2 separate regions of the Mus musculus genome follow, and region 1 is linked to region 2. The links are chromatin contacts, called in public Hi-C maps. All regions are on one chromosome and are shown on one strand. Each heading gives the region's core, a stretch centred on a gene start, on an enhancer-like site or on the middle of the called end of the contact. The rest is flanking DNA. Distances are from core to core; before and after follow the strand shown. Region 1 overlaps Nmnat3 (nicotinamide nucleotide adenylyltransferase 3). Region 2 overlaps Clstn2 (calsyntenin 2).

The links. Hi-C and Micro-C count contacts between places; a contact is called where the count stands out from the background.
Region 1: a Hi-C map of cerebral cortex shows a contact between it and region 2, with 2.9 times the contacts expected there. The contact joins two enhancer-like sites. A contact is called at or near these places in 4 of 39 promoter capture datasets (the 3T3-L1 cell line, HPC-7-derived erythroid cells, embryonic stem cells and 1 more) and 1 of 484 Hi-C or Micro-C datasets (cerebral cortex).

The regions. Positions count from the first base shown.
Region 1 is chr9:98,382,671-98,389,997 of GRCm38.p6, forward strand. The region is part of intron 2 of Nmnat3 (nicotinamide nucleotide adenylyltransferase 3); the gene reads left to right. Among named protein-coding and RNA genes, the nearest start is that of Rbp1, 37 kb to the right of the region's middle. Within about 2 kb of position 5,636, at least 9 of the 459 cell types and tissues checked have an H3K27ac peak or open chromatin away from gene starts, as enhancers often do. A contact at or near this core is called in cerebral cortex, where this site is marked.
Region 2 is chr9:98,017,086-98,024,206 of GRCm38.p6, forward strand. All of the region lies in intron 1 of Clstn2 (calsyntenin 2), which reads right to left. Among named protein-coding and RNA genes, the nearest start is that of Clstn2, 13 kb to the right of the region's middle. Within about 2 kb of position 1,761, at least 10 of the 459 cell types and tissues checked have an H3K27ac peak or open chromatin away from gene starts, as enhancers often do. A contact at or near this core is called in cerebral cortex, where this site is marked.

The sequences.
Region 1 (7,327 bases), core at 4,386-6,885, 370 kb after region 2:
CACGTTTAGAGCTTGCTGGCCAGCCAGTCTAGTCAAACTAAGCTCCGGGTTTAATGAGAGATTCTGCCTCAAAAAAATGAGGTGGAAACGCAATTGAAGGAGACACCTGGCGTTGGTTTCTAGCCTCCACGCACATGAACACATGTATGTGCATTCAGGAAGACAGTGTTTACAGTATATGAAAAGAGAGATTTTCGGTGTGATGGGGAACTGTTTAATGAAATGGACGGCACAATCACTTAAGTGTTTGGAGAGAAAAATGAAATTCTATCTTGTATTTCATATATTTCCCTCAGTAAAATGCTTACAAGAAAACTACAAGTGAAGAACCCCTGGTCCCCTGCCAGTGGCTGTTGGGTCAGACCTGAAGCAGCCTCCTGGGATTGTACCATGTTTGAGTACAAAGAAAAATGACAATAAGCCTGAATGTGGCCTTTGTCCTTTCCCAGGCTTTGGCAAGACTTCCCAGCAGCCAGCACTAGACAAGGCCAAGAAAAGAGATAGATCAGTTGGTGTAAGAAGGGCTACAGGCCCAGAAAAGGGGCAATCCAGTACAGAGGTTTCTGTTTAAGAAAATGCATTATGTCAGCCCCTGCTTCCCTGAGACCCAAGAGGAAACAGTGGTCATAGTCAGAGAGTCTACCAGGGAAAGGGGAGACTGGGAAGAAGAGAGGCCATTTCCAGCAATGGGGCATCAGTCCAAACATCACCTCCAGAATTCTGGAAAGACGTGAGGTGAAACAGAGAGAGAGAGAGAGAGAGAGAGAGAGAGAGAGAGAGAGCGCACTGATGCAGGCAGTAGAACAGAGGTACAGATAGAATCCAGGAACGCACTGAAGACTGGGCCTCAGGGATGAAAATGTAAGGCTTTACTTAGCGCAAAGGTGGAATGACTCTGGAAGAGAATCTTGTCTATGTGGCCGCCAGCAGACTCAAGCAGCAACTTAAGTTCTTCATTGAAGAGCTAATAACTCCAAAATGTCATGATTTTAAATACAGATTTAAACCAGAAAAACTTTCTTTTTTTTTTTTTAAGTGAGTAGTTGCATTTAGTGAGTATGTACTATGAAGTGGAATCTTGATAGCTGCTAAGTCTTCTTGTTCTTAATTTGTGTGTGTGTGTTTGTGTGTGTATGTATTTGTCTGTGTGTGTATGTGTGTGTGTGTGTGTGTGTGATAAGAAGTTGAACCCAGGGCCTCCTCACACATGCTAAGCAAGCAGACTACAATGAGCTACATCTCTGTCCCTTCATTTTTATTTATTTTTATTTACTTATTTATTTATTGAGGCACAGTCTCATTTATTTTCCCGGGCTGGCCGTGAACTTCTTGCCCAACTTCTTCAGCCTCTTGAGTAGCTGGGATTACAGGTCTGTCGATAAGGCCCACATTTGTTCAGACTTTCAAAGAAGTGGCAGAGGAAGATGTGGCTCCTTAGATTTTTGCTTTTGCTTTTTCTGTCTCTCTTGTAAATTTCCTAAAAGTTGGACCGTGCTCTACAAAGATGGCCACCACCCACTGATTCTAACACAATTTTATTTTTTTTTAATTTCCAATATTACGAAGACATTAAACAGTGTATTTCCTTAAGAGGTATTGCCCAAGAACAAATGTTGATCATTTAGTGAAGTTGTAAACTAGATATAAGCAGTCAGTGTGGAAGAGTAGCCTATGTACCAAGAAGGAAGCCAGGTAAACAAACAAATCCACCAGAAGAGCAGTATTAGCCTCATGCACTTGGTTCTGATCCGTTCACTCTCAGATTTAGACTCTCTCTCTCTGTCGGCCTCCAGTTATGAGAAATGAGGAATTCTCTCTCCCACTCCTCCATCCTCACGTTCAGCCACACTTCACCCCCCACTACAAGTTCCCAAACAAATCAGCTCACAGTGTTTGCTGATATTGCTACTGCAGACATGTAGGTTAGTGTAGACAGCCTCAACTGGATCACACAGTTCCCTGTCACTCCATTTTCTCTCATAGAAGCTTTGTTTTGTTTTGTTTTGTTTTGTTTTGTTTTGTTTTGTTTTGTTTTCCCAGAGTCAACTGCTCCATTCGCTTGTTCGCCCGGGTTCCTGGTTCTTTACAGCCGTCACTGATTCAGTCCCAGCTGCTTCTCTTGTCTGCCTGGATCCTCCCAAAGCCACTCAACCCGAGACTGGACAGCCAGTCCCCACATTACCAAACTCCATCCACCTGGGGTTTCCTTCTGTTTCCCCAGGATTCCCTTGCCTGTCTGCTGGTCCTGAACCCTGTTTCTTGAATCCTGCGCTTTCTGCTTTTGTTGATTTATGTTCTCATTTTAGAAGCTTTGCATCCTCGGCCATCTTCCTGAGAATCCTGCATAGTGGATAAGGTTGCCAGGACGTTGCATGTGTTTGGAGAAAGATCTTACACAGTGTTCCTAAGGGCAGTAAACCACAGCCCACAAGCCAGATCTGGCCCACAATCTGCTTTGCTTTCATTTTGTGAATTAAGAGGGTTTTTATATTTTCTTTCTATTAATTTTTTTTCAAAATAAAGGGTATCAAGAAAGATTGTACATAGCCTAAAAGGCTTTGCTTGTTTAATCATCTATTCTTAACAGAAAAAAGTCTGCCAGCCGCAGGTTTAATTGGTTGGTAATTGGCCAAACACAGAACTGTGCATTGGAAGTCCTTTTCCTCTCACACTTAGGAGGCTCCTCTCCCTGTCTCCTGGTTCTAAGAAGACAAGAAACTGTCAAGAAGCACACTGCTCCCTGCTTCCCAGCCAGGCATGTTTGACCTATGTTTCCTCCTGGAAACATCTAGGATCTTTAACTTTCAAATTCACGGTCTGGATTCCCATAAGGGGCCGCATGCTGCTGACCTTTTTCTGTTCAAAGCGCTAGCTATCAGCCAGAAATATGTCTTTCTGGTCTAGGAAAAGTGTTTTCCATTTCTTTGGTGATTTCCTCTCCGCTTTTCTGCTCTACCTGGAGTTTCTGTTAACTTCAGCCCACCTCCTGGATGGAAACCTGGTGCTATCTTTTTTCCTAGCATATGATTCTCTTACATTTTTCTTCTAAGTCTTCTAATAAATGACATCACTGCCGAGGACATCTAGCAGATACCAGTTCCAGAAATGCAGGAATCATTTGAGGCATCATCACCTGTCTCCCCAGCATCAGCACCACAGCCAGCGTTCCCAGGGCAGTTGAAGGGCGTTGTTGATTGAACGAGTAGCTTTTAATCTCTAAGAGCTGTGTCTTGTTTCTTTAAAAGGAGCTCTCATTCCTAGTTCTTGGATAGGATATAGTCCCTGACAATATTACTGTAATCTTCTTAACATCTATTTAATTTGTGTGTTGTAGTGAGCTAGCTAGGTCCTGAGTGAATGTATACTACTGACATGAGCACTGCTATGTCAAGACCCCAGTACCTCAGGCCCCATGGGAGTGGCAAAGCTTTCCCTGGATGAGGCTCATAGGGAAGACAAAGCCGTCCTTAGGTTCATGTGCAGATGGTGATATTGTGTGTAGAAAATGTTCACTATGGCTGCCCCCCTCCGCCCCACATCCCCCAGATGTTTATAACCTAGAGGCTGCTCCTACCAAGATTAACTAAACCTGTCTCCTTGCTGAATAAGTATACCATAAATCCCACCTCCCTGTTCAGTTGTATATAAAAAACACGCTGAGGTTCCAGGGTGAAGCTTCTCCATCAGAAAGCTCAGACTGCCCAATGGCAAAGGTGTAGGGATGTGTGCATGTGCGTTGCAAGTGTGTATGGTGGTGTAAGGGTAGAGGACAACCTGCCAGCATCAGCTCTTTTCTTCCGTGATGGAGGCCCTGAGTATAGGATTCAGGTTGTCCGCCTTCATGGCAAGTGCCTTTACTCTTTACTGCACCATCTTGTTTCTCCTGGAAGATTTCTTTTTTCTTTAATTCTCTGTTTCTCTCTGCATTGTCTGTAACTTCCAAAGACCGTTTTCTCCCGACGGCTGTTTTAGTCTCCGTCTTTCATGGTAAGACTCCTTCCCAAATCCATCTTCTCTTATGCTTAACCCGTTATCAGTTGTAATATCAAAATTGCCAGAGGCTGAGTTGTTACAGTTTTGGAGTCTGGAAGCACAAATTGTTGGTCTTCTAATAAAGGCCTCATGCATGCTCTGACACATGACATATAAGAGGTCACATGACAGAAATGAAAACTGGAGACAGGGAAGAGCTGGTCTCATAACAGCTCTCTTGATAATTACTCATTGCATGAAGCATCAATCCCTTCAAACTGGGAACTAATTAGCTCAGGAGGCCCCTCCCCTTAGTGTGAGCCACACTCGCCAGTGAGACACACACAGCACGCTATCAACACATGAGCCTTTGGGAAGATGTGCTCAACCCATAGCTAAACCATAGCAGCCTTCCAGGCATAGTTGCGGGTCAGGCACATGTGTGAAGTGGTGTCAAAACTGCACTGATGGCTTTGTAAGTGCAGGGTCTTCAAATATGAGGAAATGCCCTGGGAATCTGGATCCCTTCCCCGCAGAGACACCACTACTCTGTATTCTGGAAGACAAACTCAGATGCTCTTGTCTAGGTGTTTCTTTCCCCCACTTCAGGAGTCATAGTTCTCTCTGGTCCAACCTAGTCAGAAAGCTCATGTGTTGCCTGCCAGGGTGGGAGATTTAAGCTAGGCACTGGGATGGCTAAGGTTCCTTAGAAAAACTCTCAACTGGTCCTGCCTTCTCCCTTCATTGAGCCCCAGCCCGTAGAGTTGACTACTTCTCCATGTCCCAGTTCACTCCGGGCTTTGGCTGGCCTTATAACTTACTTTCTATTGCATCTGCTGCCCACTGGCTCTGGCCGGTCTCTTACCATCCCTCGGTGCTCCAGATTGGCTTTGCTTAACTATTGCTTTCTCTTTCACACCCCACCACCATCACCCCTGCCTGTGATCTCAACTTTATCTTATTCCCCCCTTTTCCATCTTACTCATTTCCAGAGGGAGTGGAAGGAAACAAGGAACCCTATCTGCCACGCTAAATTCACAGCCCTGAATTGCTTCAACAGCCCCAAGATGAGGTCGGTAAAACCTAATACTTACGGATGTTACCCAGGAAGAAATAACAATCCCGTGTCCTTTAGGGGCTCTCAGTTTCTTGGGGGAAAGACAAGGGCAGACTGATGAAATCATACACGGGCTATAATGGAAGGGAGGGTGAGCAGCAGGAGGGTCACAGGAGAGGTCCTTGAGTGGATTGGAAGAGCAAGGGACAGTTCACATGGCAGGCTGCACTGTGGTTGCAGCCAAGAACAGCATGGAAGGAAAATAGCTCAGACTCGTGGCCCATTTGGAAGGCGTGAAGCAGCCTTAGCTCAAAGTGTTATTTTGATTGACTGTTCTCTCCCGGCTGCTATAAAAGAGCATTGATTTCTCTATGTGTGACCTGCTATCAAATGAGCTACCCCATCAGAAAGGACACCTGACTGTCCAGGACAACCAGCAGAGTGGCAAGTGTGGCTTTGTCCTCCTGCCCTGCTTTCCTATAAATGGGAGATTAACAGGGAAGATCAAATGTATGTAGATTGCCCCCAGAGAGTCCTCCTAGGCCCCATTTCTTCTTAACAGGAAAATAGAAAGAAAATGGAACACAGATGTGCAGGGATGTAACGTACTTTGCTTTCTTTAATGCTTCACACGTGTTGAAGAAAAAGTTCTAATTTTAAGCCAAGTCTATTACAGGTCAGCTCCAAGAGCAGCTTAAGCATCTTCATTCTGGCCCTAAAAAGATGCACCCGGTCCTCTCTTCCCAAGATCACAGGTGTGAGCTTCTGTCTGCTCTGCCTACACTATTGAAGCTTCCCAGCATCTCTTGGCTCAGGCTGCGTCCCAGATGCTGAGCCTGGGCTCACCATGGTCCCTGAACTCTGTACCCTCTGACTGCTCGTTCTTAACCTCCTTTGCCACCATTTTCCAAAGAACCTTGGGAATTTGTGACTCTCCCCCTCCTCCCCCCCGAGGCCCCCTGAAGCCGAGGGAGAGGTGTTTTCTGAGGCACACTGCCTACACATAGTACCCTCCAGTTCTGCTCTGCTGTTCGTTCACACTGGCGTGGGCTAGTGTGAGATGCCTTTCTCGCAGAATTCCATCAGGACAGCAAAACAGGAGACTGTCAGCCCTACAGCTTCCAGACTTAGCTGTGTCCCTTAGCTGTACCCATCTGTCCCATCTGTCCTAGTTAGGTTTCTGTCTCTGTGTTATAAACCAAAAGCAGCTTGGGAAGGGCAGGGTTTGCTTGGTTTGTAGACTACAGGCCATCATCAAGGGAAGCCAAGACTGGAACTCAGAGCAGGAATCCGGAGGCAGGAACTGAAGCAGAGGCCACAGAAGAATACTGCTTACTAGTTTGCTTCTCCTGAGTTGCTTTCTTATACACCCCAGGACCATCTAACCCTGGAGTGGTACGACCCACAGTAAACTGGGCTCCAAACTGATCATTAATCAAGAAAATGCCCTACAGAGTTGCCTACAGGCCAGTTTGATGGAGGTAGTTGTACAGTTGAGATTTCCTCTTCCCACACATACCTGTGTCTGTATCAACATCAAGCCAACCAGCATATCACCCAGCCTCATCACCAACATGGCTCCTGGCTGAAAGGTACCAGAGCATGGCCACGTTGTGACTCATGTGGTACTCAAGGAACCACAAACCCTTCCTGGTTCTTCTCTGCTCCTGTTTCCCAGTGTACTACAGCCCAGAAAGGGCCTTTCCTCTTTCTTTCTGTGCCCTCCTCTTCCTGCTACTCTCTGGACTCTAGGAAAATCCTGTGCTTAGATACTAGCTTGGGTTGTCCATCAACAAGCCTGGCCCTTTGCAGCAAGAGCACTCACCTTCGCACATGCTTGCATTGCAAGGAGTTTCAGGAGCCACTTCTGGAACCAGAAGCTGAATGCTACTCCCTCATTCTCAGCTGCTTCCTTCCGTCCTCCAGACCGTGGAACATCAGAGTCCAGGGTGGAGGGATCAAGGCATCCAAGTTGTCCTGGGATAGAAAATGCATTTGGGAGCTTCTAGTTTCCAGGAGAAGGCTACACTCTTTGGAGCATCCACTAGCACAATGAGAACATCTTTCAAGCTTCACTTTTAAAGCTAAAATGGTGAGCTATTAAACATCTGTAGCCACCAAAGTAAGCAGCTTACTGTGATATATAGCATGGACCCACTGCTTACAGATGTCAGTCACTCTAGGAGGCCAGATGAGATCTGGCAGCCTGGAAAAATCAGTGCTGGCTTAATCCCCACACCAGTGTCTGTCTGTCTGTCTGTCTGTCTGTCTCCCCCTCCCTCCTCTCTCCCCTCCCAC
Region 2 (7,121 bases), core at 511-3,010:
AGAAAGCAAAGGCTCTGACGTCAGTGATCAAGGCTCAAGTACTAGAGCGTTTACTTATAAACTCACCAAAGATTTCCTAGCTGTTTCCTCGACTGCATTAAGATATGCACCTCACAGAGTTCACATGGGTTTGGCACGAGTTGGTGCATGGAAGAATCCAGAACATGCTGGTCTATAGTCCAATGCTCTTCGTGTTAGCTGTGAGGTAGGTTATATGTAACTTAACAAAGAGCAACTGTCTTCAGACTCATATACCCTGACAGCATGCTTTAGCCCTTGGGTCTCGCCAGTCTTCCCAGAACTCTCTTTATAGGTACTCATCCTCTCATAGGGAATATTCCAGGTTGACTCTCCAGTAAATGAATGTCTCTCTCCACCGGTCCTTTCTTGAGGCATAAAGACCATTCCAGATAAGACCAAGGTCGGGTACAATAAATAAATCAAGAAGGAAATTCAAGCCATTCATCAGGGACAGCCATACTTAAGGTACTGCATTAGGAGTAGGATCCAGGCAAGTCCACAAGAAACCTGGCAGATTCTGCTCTGTGCGCTGGAGCCCCGAGCTTCCAGACAATAGGGGGTGCCATCCTTTATTTTCAGGCATCCAGGGAGCCAAGCCATGTATGGATGCCCTCACAGGATCTGGTTAGTTTTCTCAGTAAGGCCCAGCCCTTGAGATATCTCTCCTAACCATCTGAAGAAACATCCAGACGATCTCAACCTCCAGTCAGGTTCATAGACATCACAGAGCAGAGGCAAACTATTGCCACCAAGCCACCTCTCAGTCCTTGGGTCGCAGGACCTAAGATCATAAGAAAGCTGTTGCTGCCCGACTGTCTACGGATTGTCAACAGATAACCACAGCACCGGCCTCTAAGTTTTATAACCTTGAGCTTACTTTATAGCAGCCTCTTCGGCTGAGATTTATTGTGCCCATTTTCGGAGGTGAGAACACGAGTCTGATGCAGTTCTACAACAGCTTCTAAGGAACGTCATCAAGATCCAGAGACAGTACATACGCCGTGCATCAGTCACCCGGAATTAAGAGAACGCTTCTGATAATCAGATGATGGACTCAGTTCCAGCAATTCCTTATTTGCACATATTTTATGTGCTGATAACACCCATCACTGAAAATAAAGTCATTTGTCTGTCAAAAAAAAAAAAAAAGCTAAATCCCCGTGAGCTAGCCACGATACTAGGCTAAGCTGATGGGCTAATTCACATCAAACTGCGCCTGTGACAATGGATCCGTGTATCTAGTCTTTCAGAGAAAGGGCAGGATTTTTATCAGTGAGGATTTCAGTGCCTTGTCTGGAATATTTGAACGGCCATAGTGATTCAGACCTGTGAGCCCTGGAGGCTCTGTGGAGAAGAGGGATTTCAGGTTTGTGGGCTGCTTCATACTGGCCGGGGACATGCTGGTGATAAAGCTAACTGCTTCACAAATTTACTTATAGGTGATCTGAGAAAATACTGAAAATAGACACTCAAGAAATTTGGCTGTGATCAGGGGTGCCAGATGCCCCCCCCCCAGACACTTGCATCACGTGGGCTGCAGGCATCAGGCCTAGCTCAACTCTTTTCATAGCCAGAGGAGGCCTTCATAGCACAGACATGGCTCAAGGACCTGGGGAAGCGCTGTCCTCAAGGAGCCTTCCAAAGCCTGGGTATAGAGAAATACTTTCTACTTCCTCCGAGCCCCGTGTCCATCAGCACTGCACAGTGCTTTTGTTCCAGCAAAGTCTTCCAGGCCCAGATGGTATGAAGGCGGGTTCTAAGTCCTGCACATGAGCACTGAGAGTTCCCAGAAGTCATATACAGCTCTCCAAATGTCCCACAAAGCCTCATAGCTGCCAAGCAAGTCTGGCCGAATGTCTGAAGGCACTGGGTGTTCCAGTCTTGATAGATCTGCCTCAGGGGATTCACAGAGGTACAGCAAGGACACTTTCTGTAAATGGCTTCTTTGCTCAGCCTCTCTCTGTCTGGGTTCCCTCAAAAGGAGACCCCCCGAGTCTAGGCCCCAGAACAGGTTTTGAGGGATGATCTCAGGGAGGATGGAAAGGGGAGCACAATAGTAATACAGGAAGAGAAGGAAGCCAGTTACCACCACAGGCAGCTGGGATGCTGGACCCTCAGATGTCCTCCACCTGCAGGCAAAAGGGTGGAACACATTGGGTTTTGTGAACTCTTGGCAGCCACTGATAAAACCAGGTCCTGGGAGTATAAGTTTCCTAGACCTTGGGATCTGCCATGACTGCAAGTTTAGGACTCTAGTAGCCAGAGGGAAGCCATAAGCAAAAGGCTGACTCTCTTTGGAGTTGGGCTACAGACACAAACAGAGGAGATGTGACCAGGCACTGACAGGCGCGGTTACAATCACTCTCTGTAGAGTGCTTTCTCCATACATGTGCATCTAACACCACAGAGACATTGCTCTCTCCATATACACATCTTCCATCTCTCTGCCTTTGGCTTCCAGCCACCGGCACCACATTGAGCCTGAAGAAAACCCATTCCACAGAGAAGTCAAGACCAAGGCACAGCGGAACATCCTGAAGCTCACTTCCTCTGTAAGGGGGAGGCTTCAGTTTCCAAGCCACTGCTAGCAAGTTCTCCCTGAGGAAGCACCAGCTCTACTCTCCTAGCTCAGCAGACTGGGGGTGGTGGGAGGGCCAGCCGATCTTCATCCACAGCTGGCTATAAGGGAAATATTAGGCCATTTCTAACCAGACTTGGGATCACCTTGTGGTGTAGGAAGGTCTAGAAACAGTCCAGAGTTACATGAAAAATAGAAAATCCCGGTACTCTATAAAACTACAAGTCCAGGACTTCCTGAATAAGGTCCTGGCCTTAACCATTGCCAAACACTGCCATATTGAAAGCTTAGTGTCTGTTTTGAGCATTTTCTACTTGGAAGTGGCCTGCATATATGCAGAAATGCCAAAGTGATGCTAAAATAACACACCCCAACCATCTGTCTTACTCCTCCAAATTGTTGTTTGATGTACTTTTGTCTGGCTGTCAGGAATTTCATAACCCCTTTGGTGCTGTGAGTGAGTGCCTGTGAGTATGTGTGTGTGTGTGCGTGTGTGTGTGTGTGTGTGTGTGTGTGTGTGTGTGTGTGTGTGTAAGTTCACCTATCTCTGAAGCATTTCAGAAGGTGAAAATTTCAGAAAATTACAGAAATTCTCTCTTTCTAAATATACTTCAAGGCTTCATGAAGGAACCAATGTGGCAGATTTGGGTTGGTTGGGAGAGCAGCCTCGGAAAGAAGTATTTAGTAAGTCAAGTCAGAAGAGTGGGTGTGAGGACCCCTCCCTCCCAAGCTTTTCTCCTTATTACATACAGGCTGTCTGTGCGGGAGCTTCCAGGAAAGCCACCTTTAAATTCACAGCTCATCATCTATCATAATTGAAAATATGGTGGTGCATAAGAAATGATGTTGACTTTGGGATCAGAATGTCAACCAGGTCTTTTCATTTCAAAAATCCATGCATCCCTCAGCGGCCTTAAGCTACTATTAGGCTAAAAATTTTATAAACTCAACTCCAAGTCAAATATTACAGGACTACCAAATGTCACCAAACCACTTAGTAAGAGGATGTGGCATTCCCATTAAATCAAACTATCAAGTTGTATTTCATCTCTAAGCTGCTGAATATTTGGCAAAATAGTCTCATCCTTAGCAACACTGCAATCTGATAAGGAAGGGAGAAGGAAGTTTTAATCCCAGCACTCTGGAGGCTGAGGTAGGCAGATCTCCATGAGTTGCTAACCAAGACAGTGTGACCTTTCTCAAAAACAAACACAATCAGGGGAGGTAGGAATAAAACCATCCCTAGGGATTTAAAAACAAAACGAAATCAAAATCTTCCTTCCTCTACCTTTTCAATGAAAGTATTCATCAGCAGGACGTTTCATCTCTGGAATATAAGTGTTGACCCTATGCCCATCCTGTTGTTTGAGTCTACCATCTCCTATTTTTGCCCAATGGATGACAACCACCAAAAATTCATTGCAGCCAGGTTTTACAGCTTCTTATTTACATTTTGTTGCAGACCAAGTCCAGATCATTTTAAATTTTTAGTTTTATATCTGACACAAAGGAGCCACCTACTCCAAAGGAGTGAGGCATGCTGTGGCCCGCCAGCCCCACTTAACACTTCCATGAGTCAAGGACAGGAGAAGCAAGAATCAACATATTGAACCCTCACACACACACACACACACACACAAACACACACACACACACACACACACACACACACACACACACAAATGTCCTCTGGTCTAAAAGATGTTCTAATGTTTGCTTGATAGGCTCCACTCCCAAGATGCCCCGATGCAACTTAGAGGCATGAAGAGTCGTTGGCATGAACAGCCTATGCACATCTACATTACTGATAAAGCAACTGCAAGCTGCTACACTGTTGGAAGCTTCCAGATTTCCCAGTCCATTTTCTTCACCTCTTACATAACTTTGGGGAAGGTACAAGCCTCATAAAGATTTCACGGAGGTTCCTGAGCCCTGCGAACTTATGGGTTTACTATCTCCTTCCATGAGGGAACATCCATAGACCTTGTCTCCTAAGGAACTTAACTGAGTGATCACAGCTACTCTGACTCAGTACGGCGTGAGGCTGGACCAGGCTGGACCAGGCTGGACTGTGGAGAAAGAGCTACACAATACCTGGTCAAGTCAACCTGTTCCATTTGCTCCCCAGCTGGTAGTTTTCCTCTTTCCCCCCGACAGTTCCCAGAAAGGATATATTTATAAAAGTTGTGTATATTTTAAGCTTTGGTATCTTGGGGTGTTGGGCAGGGGTAAGAAATGAGCACCTGGGGCTGGACATCTCCACCTGAGTTTTCTCATTCTCTTTTTGACAGCAGCCACACAGGAATGGGTCAGCTGGATGTCCTAAGAACGGAGGCACGAGTCTTGTCTTGTTCAGAGTGTTACCAGAAACATTTCACCAGTTAAAAACCTCACACTACCGCATTTGTATTCATGGTGTCATTAGTGCCTAGATACAGACACCTGGATCTGTTGGTGGCTATTGAATTCACAGTGGCTCAAATGAAGTCACTGTCAAATTCACCACAAGCACCTACTTCATTTCTTCCTTTAGTATACAGGTAGGCCTTTAGTATGGGTTGGAATACATATTGCTACACATTTTTTTTTCTTTGTAGTTCCTGACTATCTCAGCTTAGGCATCATATGGCTTGTTAAATTATGTACATACTTTCTTTAAATGTCTGTACATTTCATTTCAGGATAATAATGGTGTCACTACAAAATCTGTATGGTAAGATAGAGGAAGAGGGACAGGAAGAGGGAGGGAGAGTGGAGAGAGGGAGATAGGGAGAGAGAGAGAGAGAGAGAGAGAGAGAGAGAGAGAGAGAGAGAGAGAGAGAAAGAGAGAGAAAGAGCCAGGGAGAGAGAAACTGGCTGACTCTTGGTTTTAAGATCCTTTGTGCCTACGTCCTGTTACACACTGTATAGTAGAGCCTGCTTGATCCACGCTCCAGCCTTGGTATTCCAAGAGCAATGTTATTCCCACTTGAACCAGAGTTGTGGGATGACAGATATCCTGGATTGGTCTGAAGCTAGCCCACATAGGGAATGGTAGGATTACCCAGAGAACAACTCTTACCCATAGGAGAAAGGGGGAATCTACCCTCCACCGCAAGCAACATATCATAGCCCACACCTCTCGCTCCTGTCTTCTGGAGAGGCTGCCTATTGTCAGCCTCAGAAGACTTGGGCCTTGCTTTGCTTGAGAGAAGTAGTATTTCCCTGTGCACAAAGTCATGCATTAATGCCCAGGCTTGAACCAGCATTTTCTTAGATCCCAAAGTAAATGTTCTGGCTTCAGAGAGATTCCCATTTGTGCATTTCTGCAGATGATATATACACAACCCAGAAAGCTCAGCCTCTGTTCCCTGGTGCCCTAGCTGTGGGCTTAGAAATTCACAAACCTCATTGCAAGCGACCATCCCACTTTAATTGATAACAAAGCTTTTCCAATTAAGAACCTCGTCTTTGCTTCTTTGTACACGTGCATCCGATATTACAAATTGCAAATCGTTCCTAACGATCTGTTTGGAAAGCAGGTGTGATTTATCCACTGAGGGATTTGTACAGTCTGGGGATTACTAGAAGGCTGATGGGAACAAGGAGGCCTAAAGGGGCGATGTGGGAGAACCTCGGCTCTGCAGCAGGTGATAGTCACAGCTCAATTCTCACCAGGGCGTGGCAGTGTTCTTCAGTAGTATATGGTGTTCTGTGCTGCAGAGGACAAGGTGGGGCTCAGGACATCGTGACTTCACTGGTGGTTAACGTTACAAAAGACACTGAAGTTCACATGTGGGATGGCAGATGCTGAGGACCAGGGTTCTATAGACTTCTGGGCTGAGGAGGAAGTGTCAAGGAGCTACACAGAAGGCAAGCCCAGTGCTTCAGCGTTTCCAGCAAAGAAGGAACACAATGGTGTCTGTACCCTCCCTCAGCCACAGAAACCCCGAAGGCAAGATTTTCTTCTATCGGGACCCAACTCAAGGTCCACCACAGAGAGCCTGGGATGGGTCCTAATTTGGGGGCACCAAAGCTATTATTACTTGAGTGTGGCTTAAACACAACAGACACCTGCCTACCTCACATGTCCAAGCTCCACTGTCCCAGATAGTCTACCACGAAGCTTGAGTATTACCATGTGACTTGCAGACCTCAAACAGGGCAAGATGAGAGTAGGTGTCATGTGCCATTACCTCTTGTCAAGGTCAGAGATGTTTCCTTCCGGACGAGATGATGAAGGAAAGCATGAGGATGCCAGTGTCGTGTAGACTCAGGTCGAGAGCAGTGGCAGCTCCCAATGCCCCATGTAAAAGGCCTTTCAGCTGAAAGTGTGTACCAGGTGACATGGCATGAAGACAATGCTCATCACAAACCCGTGTCTTTGGTAACATTGGCTTGTTTTGTTCAGTGGCCATCGCTACATCTTCAGAAAATGCCTTTGCCCAGTGTCTAGTGGATTGAGAAGATACAACACAAAGCTATCTTGGTGATGACTCTAGTCACTCATTATTGGCGGTGTCTTAGGGGGTGGTTTCGGAGG